6 separate regions of the Mus musculus genome follow, and regions 1, 2, 3, 4 and 5 are each linked to region 6. A link is a contact called in public Hi-C and promoter capture Hi-C data. All regions are on one chromosome and are shown on one strand. Each heading gives the region's core, a stretch centred on a gene start, on an enhancer-like site or on the middle of the called end of the contact. The rest is flanking DNA. Distances are from core to core; before and after follow the strand shown. Region 1 holds the start of Gpc1 (glypican 1). Region 2 holds the start of Mterf4 (mitochondrial transcription termination factor 4). Region 3 holds the start of Cops9 (COP9 signalosome subunit 9). Region 4 holds the start of Capn10 (calpain 10). Region 5 holds the start of Pask (PAS domain containing serine/threonine kinase). Region 6 holds the start of Traf3ip1 (TRAF3 interacting protein 1).

Region 1 (2,700 bases), core at 26-2,525, 1.3 Mb before region 6:
GAGGCAGCAGGGAAGGGAAGGGAGGGGAAGGGCTGCTCTCAGCAGCTGCAGGGCCGAGGCCGCCGCCAGGAGGGCCGCTCTTCTTACAAAGAGATGACAAGGCCCCTGGGCGGGATCCAAGACGCCGACCACCTGCAGCTGGGCTCGCAGCTCCAGGCGGCCCGGAGCGCCCGGTCAGACCACGAGTGTGCTAGGATAGGGGCGCTGGCGGGCACAAGTTCCTAGGTAGGAATCCCCTCGAGCCCTGGGGTCCCCTGAATCGCGCAGCGGGCTCACATTTCCTTAGAACCCAGGCTTGAAGTGTAGGATCTCCCCCATAAATCCCACCTAGGCGGCTCCTGCTGTGGATCCGCGTAAATTCCTAAGCAGAACCCTTGACGCCTCTGGGAGAGATCCGCATAGAGAAGTTCCTAGCCCACTGCAACCGGGATATGCGACCCAATAGACCGTCCCAGAGCTACCGCTTGCTTCGCCGCAAGGGCGGCAGGCACGCTGTCCCGGAGCTGGGATTGCTGCCCCGCCAGCACAGTGGGCCAAGCCGGGGACCAAAGACGCCCAGCAACAACCCTAACCCAAAGGGAGCGCAGATTGCTATGGGGAAGGGACTCTAGAGCGTAGTGGCTGGGAACTGGGCAGCAACAGAGCGGATCGGAGCTCGGGGGCGAGGGCCGTGGGGTATAGACCAGTTGAGGAGCAGGAGGCCACTCCAAGTCCAGGCGGCGGGTTCTGGCGCCCGGGGCTAGCTGCGGCGCGGGTAGGGGCCCAGATCAGACCTCCCGAGTGCTAGGGTCCGGTGCCCCCGGACGCAGCGCCCTTACTCACCCGAGATCTCTGCCTGAGGCACATCGCTCAGGCTAAAGCCCTTAGCCCCGTAGATCTGGCGGACTTCGCTGCAGCTCCGGCTCTTGCTGGCGGGGTCCCCGCGGGCGCAGACGACCAGCGCGGCGGCCGCGCACAGCAGCCACCAGCCTCGGGTCCGGAGTTCCATGGCGGGGCCCGAGGCTCCCTGGCCGCCGGTGCGCGCCTCCCTCGGTCCCGGCCGGCCCGCTCAGCCCAGTGTGCGCGAAGGGCAGAGCCAAGGTCCCAGCGCGCGACGCTCGTGGTCCAGAGGCGGTGGCAGTCGAGGAGGCGGAGACAACAAAAGCCGGCTGCGGCTGCGGCGCGGGGAGCTAGGCGCGAGGCGCGAGGTCCGGCCGCTCAGTCGGGCCGCCTAGAGCGCGGCGGGCGAACGCGCAGCCCCGGCTCGGCGCCTCCCCCGCCGCCCGCCCGGCCCCACGGCGGCCGCGGAGAGGGGCAGGGAGGGGCGGGGAGCGCGGGCGGGAAGAGGGGAGCGCCCGGGCGGGGCGGGGCGGGGCGAGGCGGGGCACGATCGGGGCGCACCGGGCGCCCCTTCGCTCTCCGGAGGGAGAGGAGGGAATGTTCTCTCAGCCCAGGCGATGTGCTCCGTTGCCTGGGTGAGATGGGAGGCGGCGGGGAGAGCCTGGAGTGCAAAGGCCGAGTCCGGGGTCCCCTAAGGTGTCCCCCCCAGCCCAGCACCCAGGGCGGCGGCACCACCTGTGGGGGCGGGGGCAGGGCGGGGGGGGGGGGCAGCTGAGGCAGGGCTTCCCTCGCCGGACGTGACATCACGTCCTCCGCTGGCCAATCAGGAGCTTCCCCGCCCCCAGCCGAATTCGGCATCTCTTTGCTCCTTTCCATCCTTCACCTTACCGGCTTGCTCTCTTAGCGCTTCTACTACTCAGTCCTGGTCCGGTCACTTCCCTACTCACCTGCTGCCCCCCACCCCCCAGCAACAACTCCTACATCCATACGCCCTTTCTAGCCGCCCCTGAGCGGCTCCAGTTCTCGTCTGACGTGTTTTGGAGGAGGATGAGGGGGCTGAAAACTGGCCAAAAAAAAAAAAAAAAAAACTAGCCTTCATCAGCTCAGATGACTTCAGTTGATGCAGATTGCCAGCGACTGTTACGGTCCCTCTTCGTGACTATTTAGGTGCTAGAGCAATGGGGCAGAGGCAGGTCTGTAGGCTTGGGTGCAGCGTGGTAGGTGACCTCTGGCAAAAGGAATAGAGCGAGGAGTTAATGTTGGGCAGCTCAACTCCAGGCCAGGTGTGGCAGACCACCAACTGTCACGCAGCTGCAGGGATGATTGTGGGGAGAAGGGACCCTACCTGGGACCTACCTGGGAGCTGGTGATGGTGCTGGGTCTGGAGTTTCTTGCTTAGCTGCTGCCGGGCAGCACTATCCCTCCTGCTGTTCCCTTTATCCTATGAAGAGGCCATCATAGCTGAGGTTAGACTGAATCTAGATACCTAATCTGGGAATGGGAAGAAAGCGAGATGTGGTTTATGGTTGAGAGTCATAGATTACCACTATGTGTCAATAGAGTGCAGCGCTCTTGGATTCAGCTGAATCAGGGCTTTGCAGGTTTGTGGCAAAACCCCCAATCACCCATGCCTCAGGATGTCCTCCCGTCAGGGGTTCTGTCCACCTTAGGGGGTGGGTTTCCTGTCCTAACTCCTAGGAAAGTGATCCAATTAATCTCTGCAGTCATTGCTTGAGAGTAACAATGGAAAACCAATCTATCGGAGCAGATATCCTCACATCCCTCTACTGTAACACTGCTCCTGACTCACGGACCCCTGTCCACTGCATGTCCTGGCCAGGACAGCTTGGATCCCTGTCACTTTTAATAGAGGACTTGCAA
Region 2 (2,700 bases), core at 62-2,561, 1.8 Mb before region 6:
CAAGAGGTTCAAACCTTCGTGTTCACTTTAAGAACACCCGGGAATCTGCCCAGGCCATCAAGGGTATGCATATCTGCAAAGCCACCAAGTATCTGAAGGACATCACTTTAAAGAAGCAATGTGTGCCATTCCGGTGTTATAATGGTGGAGTCAGTAGGTGCGCCCAGGCCAAACAATGCGGCTGGTCGGTGGTCAAAAAAGAGTGCTGAATTTTTGCTGCACATGCTTAAAAATGCAGAGAGTAACGCTGAACTTAAGGGCTTAGATTTAGATTCTCTTGTCATTGAACACATCCAGGTGAACAAGGCACCTAAGATGCGCCGACGAACCTACAGAGCTCATGGCCGGATTAACCCATACATGAGCTCCCCCTGCCACATTGAGATGATCCTCACTGAGAGGGAACAGATCATTCTAAAGCCAGAAGAGGAGGTTGCACAGAAGAAAAGGATATCCCAGAAGAAACAAGAAACAAAAACTCATGGCACGTGAATAAATTCAGCATAAAATAAATGCAGATAAAGTTAAAAAACAAACAAACAAACAAACAAACAAACCTACTTACCTCAAAGATGAGCCCAGGAACACAAATTTGGTTTTTCCAAAAGATTCTCCACCATGGATGAAGTTAGGTGAGATATTACTAGCTAGAGAATAAAGCCATAAATCAAGGCATTTACCAGACACATTGGTGGGGACCACAGATAGGAAGGATAAGGCAAAACTAGGAAAACACTTAACTCAGTTTTAGATATTATTTAGTGATGCTATTGGCTTTTGGATTGGTGAAAACCATTGTTGGTCTAGGAATATATTTTAAAGGTATTCATTGTCACAAAGCTGTTAAGTTAGACAGGTGGACGATGAATGGATTTCAAAAAGGCTAAGAATAATCCATGATAATTTGGTTTTGGTCTGCAGGATCCTAATTCCACAATCACAGCGTTATCTTATTTGGCCTTGTACTATCTTTAACACAGGTGATTGTTTTTTGTCATATTCTCCCCTCCTCCCCCGGCCCCAGTAAAAGTAGTTTCACAACAGAAAACGACGGTGTGCGCTTCGGGGTAGTTTGGTTTCACCTGTACTCTGAAGAGCAGTTTTAAAACCCAGGTAGTGTTGCTTGTTCCTGGCAGAGACCATGCAACCGAGTATGCCCAACTAAAGGGAGCTGCACCTGCAAGCTGCAGGTGCTGGGCACGAGCATCTGGGATCAAGGGCTTGGCTGCGGAACGAAAGAACGCCACACCCCGGGAGTTCGGCGGACACAGATCGGAGGCCGGACGTTGTGAGCCAGGAAGGACCGCCTCTTCCGGTCTCACAGTTGTTCTTCGCTTGGTCTCCATGGCTTCGCTGGGAAGGCAGGTGAGGTTGCCCTAGGTCCCGGGCTCACAGCGGCTGTTGGCGGGACGTTCAGGAGGCGCTGACGCTGGTTCTTGGTGTTCCGGTCTGGGCACCTTGTGGCAGTAGCGCTCCCGGGTGGCGTGTGCACAGACAGTGTGGCCCTCAGAATAGCTTCTGGCTTCTCCGGAGTTTCGGCTGTGTGCTGCCTAATGGCTAGGGAGGCCTGGACCACCACCAGCGGCAAGAGCGGGGTGTTTGAGACCATTCTGGCGGGCACCGGATGCTCTGTGCTTAATTTGTTATGTGCTAGTCCCAACACCTGGGGCTACTGTGTACAAATCGACAGATTCCTTCCCCCAAATATTCTTCTTTTAATGGAAGGGATCCTTGAAAAACAAAACAAAACTATCCTTTGTTGGAATGAAATTAGGTAGTGTACCTGTCTGGTGGCTAGTCTGAGGTTCAGAATTTTCAACCAAATACTATTGCTCGTGCCCTGTATCTTCAGTATGTAGATATTGCTTATGCTTCAATATCTTCAGTAAGTGCGGTCGTTTGCATGCTACTTTTATTCTTTGGAGACTTTTTAGACCCAGAGAAGATTTTACAGATTGTTTACAAAAACTGTTAGCTTTTGTGGGCCAAGGGTCAAGCTGAGGTTCAAGGTTACTGGCTCAGTAATCTTGTGGTGGTCATTATTCTGAGGTGGGACTGATTCTGTTTTTGCTCTGCCTTACAGGTTCCTGAGTGGCATCGTCTACTGGCCCTCTCCTGGGCCTGTTTGGTTAGGCAGACCCCTCATCTCAGAGAACAGAAACAGATGAGCCCTTCTTTGTCTTGCAAACTGACTACAGTGCCCGGTAGAGGAAGCTTTCAAGAGTTTTCCAGCATTACACCCCAAAAGTACATGCAGGAACCAGAAAACAGGACACGACTTGTTCAGTGTCTTCATGAGGAACAGAAGCCTTGTGTGGATCCTGAGTCCTTGGAGCCTGAAAAGGTCATCCGTTCCCTCCAGGACATGGGTTTTGCTGAAGCCCACATTCACAGCTTGTTTAGTATACAGCCAAGTGTCCATCCTCAACAGTTGCTGGGTATAGTTTCAGAACTCCTACTCTTGGGGTTGAACCCAGAGCCTGTATTTAATGCCTTGAAGAAAAATCCCCAGTTGCTGAAACTGTCTAGCATGCAGATGAAGAGGCGTTCCAGTTACCTTCGGAAGCTTGGCCTTGGAGAAGGTATAAGATGCAGCAGACTTTATAGAGGGAGAGGAGTCAGTTAGGGAGAAAATAGCTTACCCTAGCAGGGATGTCCAGCCTTTTGATAGTAAGGCATGGAATTGTCACCTACAAATGA
Region 3 (2,700 bases), core at 108-2,607, 1.1 Mb before region 6:
CCCATTATATCCTGGCTGAGTAGGTTTCCCTAGATCTGTCCTTACCTGTGATCCCCATTTTCACTCTAGCAGCCTGCACCCCAACCAAGCCCCTGACACCTCAAAGTTGTTAAAGGAAAACCCAACCAAACCAAAAACCCAATCCTACCCAACCCACCCACCCACCCAACCAACCAACAGTTCTCCAACTCTTTGAACGCAGAGGAAGGGAAAACATCCAAAACCATCAGGAGAGGCACAGGAGCAAAAGCCTTGAACTGCTGGAGAGACTCAGCGCAACCACAGTAGCAAGAGGGACTGACAGTCAAGGGGCAGGGTGGGGGTAGATGGGAAATAACTCAGGGGTAACACAGACGCTTTGCTGAAGTCAGGACCAGAGGACATCGTCTGGGGATAGTGGAGGGTGAAGAGCCCTATCAGACATGGAGAGCAGGCAGGTATCAGCTGGATTTCAGGCTTCTTGCTACAGGGATACTTGTTAAACCTGGATTTTATCAGGAGGTGCTCAGAGGATCCTAGGGGGACATCCAGGAGACTCACTAGAGTATTCTAGTCTGTCAGAGCATCTCAGGCCCTCTCTGACAATGATCCACACCTCTCTGTCCCTTCCCCATCTTTTTTCTTTCATTCATTCTTTAAAAACCATGGTATAATATAGCACCCTAACATGTATCCCCCTGGCCACCTCTCAGGGGACAGTCCAGTCATTTAATGGACACCTTCCCCCCCAACCCCACCGCACACCTCTAGAACTTTTGATTTGCAGATCTAAAACTGTGTCCACTGAGCAACCACCATCTCCAACACTGCTGCATTTATGAGTCTGACTGCTCTAGGGATCACTTATGAGTGGTACACAGCGTTTGTTTACGTTTCACTTAACAACATCCTTAAGGGTCCTCCATGCCCATAGCTTAGGAATCCCTTCTTAGTTTTAGGATTCCACACTATCTCACCGTGTAGATAAAGCCCATCTTGTCTGCGTGCACTGGGTTGCTTCCTCCTTTTGGCCGAGGTGACCCTGTGAGTGATCACTGAGCGTGGACTACTTTTGGATTTCTGTTACCCCCAACAGCACCCGGGGATCCAATACCCCCATCTTCTAGCCAATCCATTACTGCCTGCGAATCCTAAACAGTAGCCATTCGGATGGTTTTGAACTGCAGCTCTGCTGGGAAATGGAGAGTCTCCTTTCTCCGCTGACAACTCGTGCTGTGCGGTGTTGCTGGTCCTTAGACCGTCATCTAATCCGCTGCCCTCTTTAGCTCCCAGAGAGCTGCCCTGCAGCCAGGCCAGCGAGTGCCACCGAGGCGCGGTCCTCCGAGGTCTAGACGTGCTCGGAAGAACGCCGGAAGTAGAAGGGGCTGGCCGGAAGTGAGCGCAACGCCGCCTTGTCGAGATGAAACCCGCAGTGGATGAGATGTTCCCCGAGGGCGCGGGGCCCTATGTGGACCTGGATGAGGTGGGGTGGTGGCGGCGCGGAGCGATGCGTGGGGGTGGGAGCACGCCTGCAAACCTGCGCGGGAGCCCAGGCCTTTGGGGATTCAGAGGCTGGGGAAGCGGGAGCTGCCGGGGACAGTCGCAGGGCCCGCGACTGTTAACGTGAACTGCAGCGAGGAAGTAGGGTTTGCTCGCTGTCAGTTGATTGTGGCTCCTGATAAATCTTCCAGAGAGGGAAGGCCCGAGCGAGGCTTACGCACTGACAGGCCTCAAGACCCCAAGCTCTGAGAGAAGGGTAAGGGATGGTGTGTGGTAACTGCGTGCTTGGTGCTGGGACTCGGTTATTTCGTGTAGACACATACAGAGTTTTCGAGCGATCCTGTGCTTTTGATTTCCACCATGGTCACAGATCTCTCCCTGATATGGGTGGTTATGATCAGGAGTGTCAGCCAGCTCTTGTATGTCTGCTTCCTGTTCCTCCTCAAAGCTCAGCGAGTAGGGCGATGCGGGAACGTATCCCCGGACCTGAGAGATGTCAGTTGTGGCCCGAAGAGGCCGGTTGCATATCCTAAGCAAGGGTAGGGTGGGGTGAGGGTGCCCTACAGACGTATCCGTGGGGTTTTAGTCGGCTCAGTTGAGGCTTAAGAGAGGAGCTTGCCCTGATCCAAATATTGAAGGATGTGCCCTGTTGACCTTGGGATATAGATGACGAGAGCCATAGTAGCGGAGCAGAGCGATGCTCCCTTGTCCACTAAAGGAAGGGGATGCCTTGTTGTTTGTCTTATGGTTTCTATTGCTGTGACAAACACCATAACCAAAAAAGCAAGTTGGGGAGGAAAGGATTTATTTGACCTACATTTCCAGGTCATCACTGGAGGAAGGCAGGACAGGAACCTGGAGGCAGGAGCTGATGCAGAGACCATGGAGGGGTGCTGCTTGCTGGCGGGCTTGTTCACTGAGGCTTGCTCAGCCTGTTTTATTATAGAACCCAGGACCACTAGCCCAGGGATGGCACCACCTACTATGGGCTGGGCTCTCCCTAATTGAGAAAACGTCTTACAGCTGGATCTTGTGGAGACATTTCCTCAACTGAGCTCCTTCCTCTCTGATGACACTCTAGCTTGTGTCAGGCTGACACACAAAACCAGCCAGGGCATAATTGAACACCGAGGGGCATGAACAAGCAGGTCCGCATAAGGACGTCTGCAGAATGAAGTGGGCTCTGTGATTCCCCTGATGAGGCAATTGCTCTCAGCCTTA
Region 4 (2,710 bases), core at 79-2,578, 1.4 Mb before region 6:
CATGCATGTGGGACAGGCTGTCCCCCAGTAGTCTTTCTGCTGATAAGCCACGTCTAAAAAACACCAACAAAAACACTAGGCTTGAACAATCCATCCATTTAAGCTGCAACAAGGCAAAAAAAAAAAAAAAAAAAAAAAAAAAAAACCAACCAAAAAAACCAAAAAAACCAAAGCCCTCCTACCACAGCCCTTTCTGGCTATGAGGGGTAACACTGTTGTGAGTTGCATGCATGGACGCTAAAATAACAATACATAGTTCCACCTGCCTGTGCCATTTAAGGGAGCCCTGAAAAGCAGCTCCTTAGGTTTTCCCAGTTGTTAAGCACAACGCTCCCCGTGTTCTGTGCTACCTTTTGGTGTTCATACCCTAAAGCTACTAGAAGAAATGTAGAGCAAAGTGCAAAGCCAAGAAAGATTGCGCTGAATTACACCCGACAAAACTTAGGTGGTGGGATGGTGCTGGAAATACTGCTTCTAATCCCTTAATATCAAAACAGCTCCCTACTACCTGACTTTGGGTAGGAGTGTATTTTAGTAGAAACCCCAAGATAACATCTAAAAGACAAGCCTTTCGATTGCTTCTGTCCTCCTCATTTGAATTCTCAGGGCTGGCTATCACCTTTTCTGAATAGGCTTGAAGGCGAGGTCCTGCTAACCCCGGGGTCCATCTCCGTGAGAAACATATCCACAACACCCGCCCAGGCAAGAGACCCTGCTGCACCTGGGGTCGTCTCCAAGTGATGTCCTCCCGAAACTGGGCCAGAGGCGTGGACAAGTTGTAAAAGAGCGAGGAGTCCGAGGCGGGGAATGCCGCGTCCCGGAAGAGCTCCCGCGCCGGCGTCTCGGCCCGGACCGCCCGCATCTTCGGCGCCCTGGGCTCCCATCTGCGGCCCGTGGACTCGGTCGCCGCCCGGGAGCGAGTGCGCGGCCTTCACTGCAAACCGTGTTTGCTTAGCCCGGGAGACCTACTGGTGCAGAGCAGCCTAGCGCCGCAAGCTCCGTTGTCTAGGTAACCCGGCTGGAGCCAACCAGGAGCCGTGCTTGCGTCATATGACAGAGCTGCCTAATCACGCACGAGCTGCAGCGCAGAACCGTGCAGGACTGGTAGGTTCTGCTCTCGCACGAGGGCGTGGTCCCCGCGTTTCTAACTGGGCAGTGCTAGCCTGATGTCCGTATGCTTTAGTGCTCGGGACAACGCAGCTGTAGCCACTTGAAATCGAAGTCTCAGTGACCACAGGAAGCTGAAAAGTCACTTTGGTTTAGATCGCTTTGTCAATGCTATCCCAGCATGCAGCGCCGTTCCCAGCATACGTCGCTGATCACAGGCGTTGTCTACTTCCCAGCGTGCTTCGCTCCTTCCGGTGTGAGGCAGGAACTTGGCAAAGCGGTGGTTCCTCCCTGTCTTCTGAAAGAGCCAGTGAGGAAGTGGCTCAGCGAATCGCGTTGTTATCCTTCCGTCGCGGTGGTGGTTGCGTTGTTCTGGGGAGGCAGAGGTGTCACTGGGGTTGAAACTTGCCGGGGTCGGGCATTTGTCTCAAAACGATTGGGCTTCAGACGCTCTGGATCCTAAGCGGCCAGGGAATGCGGCTGGAGCATTCCTTGAAGCCTTAAATGGCCTGGCTATGGTTTTGTAGACTGGATGGTGACCAGGACGTGGACTTGCGGCTCCACGATTATTCGATGCCATGAGGAGGTCAGGGACAGGACACTCTCCTTCTGGTGCCTACTCTTCCAGGTCCCAGGAAGGACACAAATCAGCCAAGGACTGTTCTCTGTGTCTTCTCCAAATGTATTTCATCAAGACTAGAAGCTTCATAGACAGGAAGGGAGACGACGAGGCTTCACACCTTGTAGACTGCAGTTTGCCACCTATTAGGGCTGCTCTGATATTTTTTCCCTCCTCTGGGCCCCTTTTTCTCAGTCTTGGATAAAAGGTAGTCAGAGGAAATGCGGTTTGTGCAGTTAAGTAGATCAAGTACCCGTTGCCTAAAGAGGAACAACCAGGCCAAGCTTTTACCCATAACCTGCTGCTTCAGAGTCTAGACAGTTGCTCCTTCTCCCAGTGAGAGGCTGGGCTGCTCCTGCATCAGCAGCAATTACTGCTGTGGCATGACACAGTTACCTTGGCTCCACTAGGCTTCAGCGCCATGATTTGAGGTGCAAGACACTTAACTCTTTATTGAGGTTATTTAAAAAAAAAAAAAAAAAAAAAAAAGGAGTAGCCACATAGCCCAACATCTCTTTGGGATGCTTTTTCATTTAGTACTTAATTTCGACTCAGGGGACTGACTGGTGGGCTGAAAGCTGCACTATAGTTGAATCATTAAGAGCCTGGACTCGGTTTTCCAGGAAGTCTTGAGTAATTGTGACAAGTTATCCGCGACTCAAGAGTTATGCAAACTGGTTCACCCCCAGAAGTCTCATATGAGTGGTTAGCTCAGGAGAACGGCTCCTGAAGGCCGCATCCATATCCAGGGCTGGGCCACGGGCAGAGCCTGACCTCCAGAATCTGGAAGGAAAAGCTGCTTAGTGTTACCGTTGCTGTGACGAAACATCATGACCAAAGCAACTTGGGGAGGAAAGGGTTTATTCTGCTCACCTATGGCGCTTTCCATAAGGAGGGGCGCTATTTCCTGGCTCCTTTCCTGCTTTCTTATAGAACCAGGACCAGAGATGGTGCCACTTACAATGGGCTGGCCCTCCCCCATTG
Region 5 (2,700 bases), core at 190-2,689, 1.8 Mb before region 6:
AGAAAGTTGAATATAGACTAGACTGCATGCCTAGAAAACAAGACAACGCCTTGTAAACTCAATTTCCGGAGCTCCTTTTTATCCATCTCTCTGCCACAACCCATTCGCTTCAAAGCAGACTTTTCCATTCATGCCGCGTGAACAAACTGGACTTCGTAGATTCCCCACGCCTGAAGCCTCAGTTTCCCAGTGAGCTGACGGAGGACGGTTCCCTGCCCCCTCGCCTGTCAACTTCGGAGCTTTAAGACTAGGTTCCTATAGCCACGGCTTCCTTGCCAATCTCCCTGGGCGGGCTCGCGCCACGTTTTTCCCCAGGGTCTTGTCTTTCTGGCCGCTACCGCCCTCGGGACGGGACTCCCGGGCTCCGAGCCTCCCTGGCTGTCCAGCCATATTGGCAGCTGTCAGAGCTCTGTGGCTGTGGCCGGAGGCTGGAGGCCGAATTCCGATCCCGCAAGAGGCCGTGACCGCCCAGCCCGAAGCTCGCCGCTCCCCGGTCACCCACAGGGGCCGCTCACCCTCCATCATCTCCTGCGACTGTTGCTGCCCCGCGCCGCGCTCTGCCGCCATATTGGCTGCTCTTTCCCTTTCCGGAATCTGTCGCCTTAGGCCATGGGCCAATCAGGATTCCAGGTCCAATAGGCCAGCCAATGGAACAAAGTATAGAAGCGCGAGCTGACAATGCTTGCGCGGGCGCAGTGTTTCATGGGGATTGTAGTTCCCACAGGCTCCGGCTCCACCTGGGTTAGGGGTTTGATGAATGAGTAGAGTCTAGGCGAGCACGAAGAAAGCAGACATCCCGGAAAGTCTTTAGGCAGCATGGGAGACACTTCAAGCTTGCGGATTCGCTCAAGTCACTATGCCAACTTCGGAGGCGTAGAGGTACTGCGGACAGGAGAGTTCTACAGGCCACAGGTGAAGCCGACTAGACTTGCACCCCCGACTTCGGGAGCCTCACTTCACGGTGAGCCGGTAGGCGAGGGAAACCAGTTTATTCTGCGCCTGCGTGCTGATACACTGGTGCCACAGGCCACCTTTAGGGGATGCTTGGAGAAGGCGGGAGGGGCCGCGGTCCGGTCCTGGGGCTCACGTTTGCGGCCTCCAGCCCACGGCGAGCCACTGTGTCGTCCGCTTCTCACTGTCCTCGCCTTGGAAAGGTGGCCGTCGTAAGAAGGGCTGCACGTCGCTCACCGTCCTCGGTTCTCCCGTAAGAGTAAACTGCAGTCACTTGGAGTGGGGCGTGGAGGGGGGGGAAAGGCGCGAAGAAATCGGGTCTTTTGGCTCCTCCGAGGCTCTGTAGTGGGTGTCCGGTGCGTCCCTAGCAACTGTTTGCGCGCGCTCAGCTGCTTGCTTTCACTGAGGTCCGCCCATCAGGGTGTCTGGTTGGTTCTTGGTCCCTTGTTATGCTGCCTAAGTCGTTCTGCGATTGGTCGGTGGGCCAGAAGCGCGCGGATCTTCACGTTGTGAATCCGACTGAGACTTGCGCCAGCCTGGGGTGAGACACCAGCCTTCGAAAAACCTCCGGGTGGCGGCGAGTGTTAGTTACGCATTGTCGTGGAGTGGCTCTGGCCCTTTCCTCGCGCGCCCGCACTCCCTCCGCCCAGCCCCGGCCCCAGAGTGGTGGCGGGTTCTGGCCGTTTGACCCGCGCTCAAGAGCCGCCAGCGCCCGAAAGCCTCTGATTGAACTGGAAGCTTTGCTTTAAGGTTAGACTAGCGGGCCAGTGAGCTCTGGGGAGTCACTTATCTTCACCCCCTAATTTCGGGATTACAGTTATGTGTAGCCACGTCTGGCTTTTTATGTGGTTAAAGATTTAAACGCAAGTCCTCATGCTTGCATAGAAAAAAACTTTTAACAAAGGGAGCCGCCCAGTTCCTGTAATTACTTTTAAGATAAAAATTTGTAGCATTAACAATTTAGTTTGAAGAATGGTATTTTTTATATAAATTAAGATCTCATATCAATATATTCTGAGGTCATACAAGGTCTAAAAAAACAGTAAGGTTTTGTGACTTTGGCAGTGTATTTAGAAGCCATAATTACATGTCCTAACTTTGTCAATAGGTTGGTTTTAAAAGTAGAAAAACCACGGTATGATCGTATCATTGTTTGCTGTAACAGTAATTAGTGCATTTAGATACCTAGAGAAGATGCCTGTACATCTTTCACATTAAAACACTCTACTTGAAAACTGCTATCTAACACCTACTCATCTTTATTTTGTTTGAGTCTGGTGGTGTCACATATAGCCTTGAACACTGTCGCTACTCATCTCTTATTTCATAATGAGTTGTTGCTTTTTAGGATCACATACTGAGTGCATGTGCCTGTGTATGTAATATGCAGAATAGTGAAGGCAAATAGTCATACTTTATCAGTCAGTGGTGGAAGGTTTGCCCAATAGGTGACTAGCTCTGGGTTTAATACCCACCTTCACACAAAAATACCAATTGTCAGGCTGATGGTGTCTTCCTCTCTTCCCAGCACTTCCAACGACTCTGGAGACCTTGCCTCAAAAACAAAACAAAACAAAAAACAAAACAAACCCCAAAAGGAAACAAAGCCCTACAGTTTGGGCCCAGCATTATGGCTCAGTGGGTAAAGGCACTTGCTGCCAAGGTCTGACAATTTTGGACCCACATGGGTAGAAAGAGAGAAGTGACTCCTGAAAGTTGTTTTCTGTCATCCATGGTTGTGCTTTCTCT
Region 6 (2,798 bases), core at 226-2,725:
GTGGGTGGATTCCTGAGCATTTCTGGACACATGTAAGATTAACAGACAGGGCCATGTTCCGAGACAGTACCTATTACAAGCTAAGGTAGGAGGGCCAAATGAGTAACGAGAAGGGTAGACTACAGTGCTCAACCTACTGAGACGAGAAAGTCTGAGGGTCAACACTGGGAGAGACCTTGAGCTCTGGACTTCTAAGTCCCAACCATACCCCAAGTTCCACAGCACCTTCTGGAGTACCATGCCCATTCTGTGTACCCCCTGCAGTGACACTCTTGGGGTTACCAAGAGCCCAGACAGACTCCACACAATTGTAACTGTTGTACAATGTTATGTACCTCATCCAATGCAGCTTCCTGGAGACTCACTAACAAATAGAAGACAAGCTCTAAAGAGACATAATGGTAAGTGCTGCAGGTTGGGAGAAGTAAAGTAAGGCAGGTCCCAAGACCTAGTGGGCCTGGGAACCTAACATGGAAGGCACCACTGAATGCTCAGAAGGTCCCAGACAAGGACCTGCACCCTACCCAGGCCTCAAGTATAAGCACAGCCCAATTCCAGAGCCCCAACATACCTCCAGCTCCTAACAGCAACTTGACCCTGAGCCTAGACCCTGTCCCGAGGCTCACACTCAATAAACCGATGTCAGCCCGGGCCTCTACCTCCTCTCAGCCTCACCTTCTGGCTCCAGCACCCTAACCCACAGACCTAGACTCTGACCCGGGCCTTCTATCTCCACCCAAACCACTAGACCAGCACCCGCTACTCTACCCTGACTCCAACTGGAACCTAACCCTGACCCTCACCTGGACCTGGACCTGCACCTCCACCCCTCAACGCACTCTCAATCCAATCAGCACTCGGAGCCACACAGACCTTACCATTGACCCTGATCCTCACCTTCATCTGAGACTAATCCTCATTTCGACCCAAACCCTGATTGGCATCCTACAACGCCCCTCACACTACCCGGTCCCTCAACGCGATCCTCACGCTACCTGGTCACTCGCCTTGATCCGGCCCTAATTCTGACTCTCACCCCGAAACGAATCCTACTCAGACGCGCATCCTACCTCGACTCTCACCCTACCCGGACCCTCACTCCGACACTCGCTCGGTCCCGCACTTAACCATAACCTTCAACACCGTTACCCCAACCCTCAACCCGTCCCGCCACTACCCGGACCCTTAACCCGTTCCGCACTCTACCCCTACCCTCACCCCACCTCAACCTGACGCGCACCAGCCCGCGCCTACCTCGGTGATGATGTCGTGCAGGTAGCGGAACGGTGGCTTGTTGAGCAGCTTCTCGGTGAGCGGCGGCCTCCGGATCACCTTGCCCAGAGCCTCCTGCGTCCGCCGCACCACTGCGGCGTTCATGGCGCTGCCGCCCGCGACCGCTCGCGCCCCTCCTCGCGCGCCGCGCCTCTGCCCGGTGCCCCGAGATGCCCGCCGTCCCGGCGCGCCGGTCTCCCATCCCACAGTGCACCGCAGCTCGCCACCGCGCTTGCGCGTGCCACCAGCACCCGGTCTCTAGGGCCGCGCGGCCTTGGCAACGGACGCGCGCCCGGCCCCGCCCATCCCCTCCGGCCTCTCTAGCTGCTCTGGAGGACACACGCGCTCCGCCTCTGTGGCTGCTTGAACCTGAGCCTGCTCCGCCAACCCGGCGCACCATAGGGCGCTGCACAGCACTGCCCAGAGACCTGGCATTCTGAGTGAGAAAAGAGCGACCATTTGATATTTCTAAGGAGAGCATTTACAGTAACACCCACCAGGAAAATAACACTTCACATAAACTTGGAAAAGGACTTGACTCCTTTCATCCCTTCATTCCTGTTCCCTGCCCAGCATCCCCTGCCTTAGGTAATCTTTAAGATGGTGCCAAGGGGAAGGGTTGTGTCCTTCCACATTTTCTGTGCTCTTGGTTCACCAGAGCGGGCACAAAACTGTGAAGGAGCTAGGCCCTTAGGCTAGGATGCTGCAGCTTTCTGCTACACACACACACACACACACACACACACACACACTTACTTCCCACCTCACCCTCACCACCACCCGAGGCTATGCAGGAGATGCTTCTACTGGATCAGGTGTTGCTGCTGTGCCTGAGGTCTGGAGCTCCTCTGCCCAAACTGGCAGAACCCCAACTAGAACATTGCCCCTGATCTCTCTACCATGGCTACACCCCGAGAGCCAGAATCTTCTTTAAGAGCCCTCTCACTCTGAGCCCCAGCTGGAGTTGGTCTCTGGGGGAGTTCAGAGAGCAGAATTCAGAGAGCAGAAGTCCTGTCTCTAAACACCGCCCCTAAGAACATACCCACCTAGCTCCTACCCTAGAAAGTTCACTCTGAGCAGAATCGTGATGTAGGTGTGGAATGAAAGCTGGAGCCAGCAACTGGCTTGTTTGTGATGCTGGACCAGGTGGTAGGAACTCAGGGTTTTACTTGGAAGATACCTCTGACCTTGGGAATTCTACTGAGGACCTGGAGCCTATGCCATACAACAAAGCGAAGATGATGCTTTATCCTCTCACAGCTTGTGGAGGAGGGCAGAACAGTAAGTGGATCCAAGAACACACACACACACACACACACACACACACACACACACACACACACACGAAGGCCAGAGTACAGTTTTGGCTGCCTTTAGGAGGGCTAACCAACCAGAAGATCTTCAGTCTATCTGGGTATCAAAGTTTTTTAGAAGATCCAGGACAGCAAGTATTGTCAACCAACCCTCTGGGGACTGACCTAGGGGAGGTAACTTTGAAGAGTATAGTTCTATCTTCCAGAGTCTCA

What was found. Promoter capture Hi-C pulls out the DNA fragments that hold promoters and counts their contacts. Hi-C and Micro-C count contacts between places; a contact is called where the count stands out from the background.
Region 1: a contact with region 6 is called in a promoter capture Hi-C map of embryonic stem cells, with 8 times the contacts expected there. The contact joins the promoter of Gpc1 here to the promoter of Traf3ip1 in region 6. A contact is called at or near these places in 2 of 39 promoter capture datasets (embryonic stem cells and hippocampal neurons) and 2 of 115 datasets of contacts at active chromatin or transcription factors (embryonic stem cells and stem cell-derived neural progenitor cells).
Region 2: a promoter capture Hi-C map of liver shows a contact between it and region 6, with 7 times the contacts expected there. The contact joins the promoter of Mterf4 here to the promoter of Traf3ip1 in region 6. A contact is called at or near these places in 3 of 39 promoter capture datasets (liver and neutrophils) and 2 of 9 other capture datasets (adipose tissue and liver).
Region 3: a contact with region 6 is called in a promoter capture Hi-C map of pre-B cells, with 7 times the contacts expected there. The contact joins the promoter of Cops9 here to the promoter of Traf3ip1 in region 6. A contact is called at or near these places in 15 of 39 promoter capture datasets (3T3-L1-derived adipocytes, the C10 cell line, cranial neural crest and 9 more), 1 of 484 Hi-C or Micro-C datasets (embryonic stem cells), 8 of 115 datasets of contacts at active chromatin or transcription factors (astrocytes, embryonic forebrain, embryonic stem cells and 5 more) and 5 of 9 other capture datasets (adipose tissue, embryonic stem cells, liver and 2 more).
Region 4: a contact with region 6 is called in a promoter capture Hi-C map of pre-B cells. The contact joins the promoter of Capn10 here to the promoter of Traf3ip1 in region 6. A contact is called at or near these places in 1 of 39 promoter capture datasets (pre-B cells), 1 of 484 Hi-C or Micro-C datasets (B cells), 1 of 115 datasets of contacts at active chromatin or transcription factors (astrocytes) and 1 of 9 other capture datasets (adipose tissue).
Region 5: a contact with region 6 is called in a Hi-C map of B cells, with 7 read pairs. The contact joins the promoter of Pask here to the promoter of Traf3ip1 in region 6. A contact is called at or near these places in 1 of 484 Hi-C or Micro-C datasets (B cells) and 2 of 9 other capture datasets (adipose tissue and liver).

The regions. Positions count from the first base shown.
Region 1 is chr1:92,830,220-92,832,919 of GRCm38.p6, reverse strand. It overlaps Gpc1 (glypican 1), which reads right to left and starts at 1,275. Exons shown (of 9, transcript NM_016696.5): 1 at 823-1,275. The coding sequence starts at 988. Gm29481 (a long non-coding RNA gene) reads left to right here. Exons shown (of 3, transcript XR_003947946.1): 1 at 1-225.
Region 2 is chr1:93,304,490-93,307,189 of GRCm38.p6, reverse strand. It overlaps Mterf4 (mitochondrial transcription termination factor 4), which reads left to right and starts at 1,311. Exons shown (of 4, transcript NM_178051.4): 1 at 1,311-1,365; 2 at 2,084-2,582. The coding sequence starts at 1,345. It overlaps Gm28535 (predicted gene 28535), which reads right to left and starts at 1,226. Exons shown (of 3, transcript NR_151531.1): 1 at 1,083-1,226; 2 at 566-647. It also overlaps the pseudogene Gm7867.
Region 3 is chr1:92,640,642-92,643,341 of GRCm38.p6, reverse strand. Cops9 (COP9 signalosome subunit 9) reads left to right here and starts at 1,357. Exons shown (of 3, transcript NM_001163425.1): 1 at 1,357-1,462. The coding sequence starts at 1,400.
Region 4 is chr1:92,933,026-92,935,735 of GRCm38.p6, reverse strand. Capn10 (calpain 10) reads right to left here and starts at 1,328. Exons shown (of 12, transcript NM_011796.2): 1 at 722-1,328. The coding sequence starts at 862. It overlaps 9430060I03Rik (RIKEN cDNA 9430060I03 gene), which reads left to right. Exons shown (of 2, transcript NR_015525.1): 2 at 633-2,210.
Region 5 is chr1:93,341,527-93,344,226 of GRCm38.p6, reverse strand. It overlaps Pask (PAS domain containing serine/threonine kinase), which reads left to right and starts at 1,439. Exons shown (of 18, transcript NM_080850.2): 1 at 1,439-1,701. It overlaps Ppp1r7 (protein phosphatase 1, regulatory subunit 7), which reads right to left and starts at 599. Exons shown (of 10, transcript NM_023200.3): 1 at 516-599. The coding sequence starts at 567.
Region 6 is chr1:91,493,345-91,496,142 of GRCm38.p6, reverse strand. Traf3ip1 (TRAF3 interacting protein 1) reads right to left here and starts at 1,475. Exons shown (of 15, transcript NM_028718.2): 1 at 1,255-1,475. The coding sequence starts at 1,377.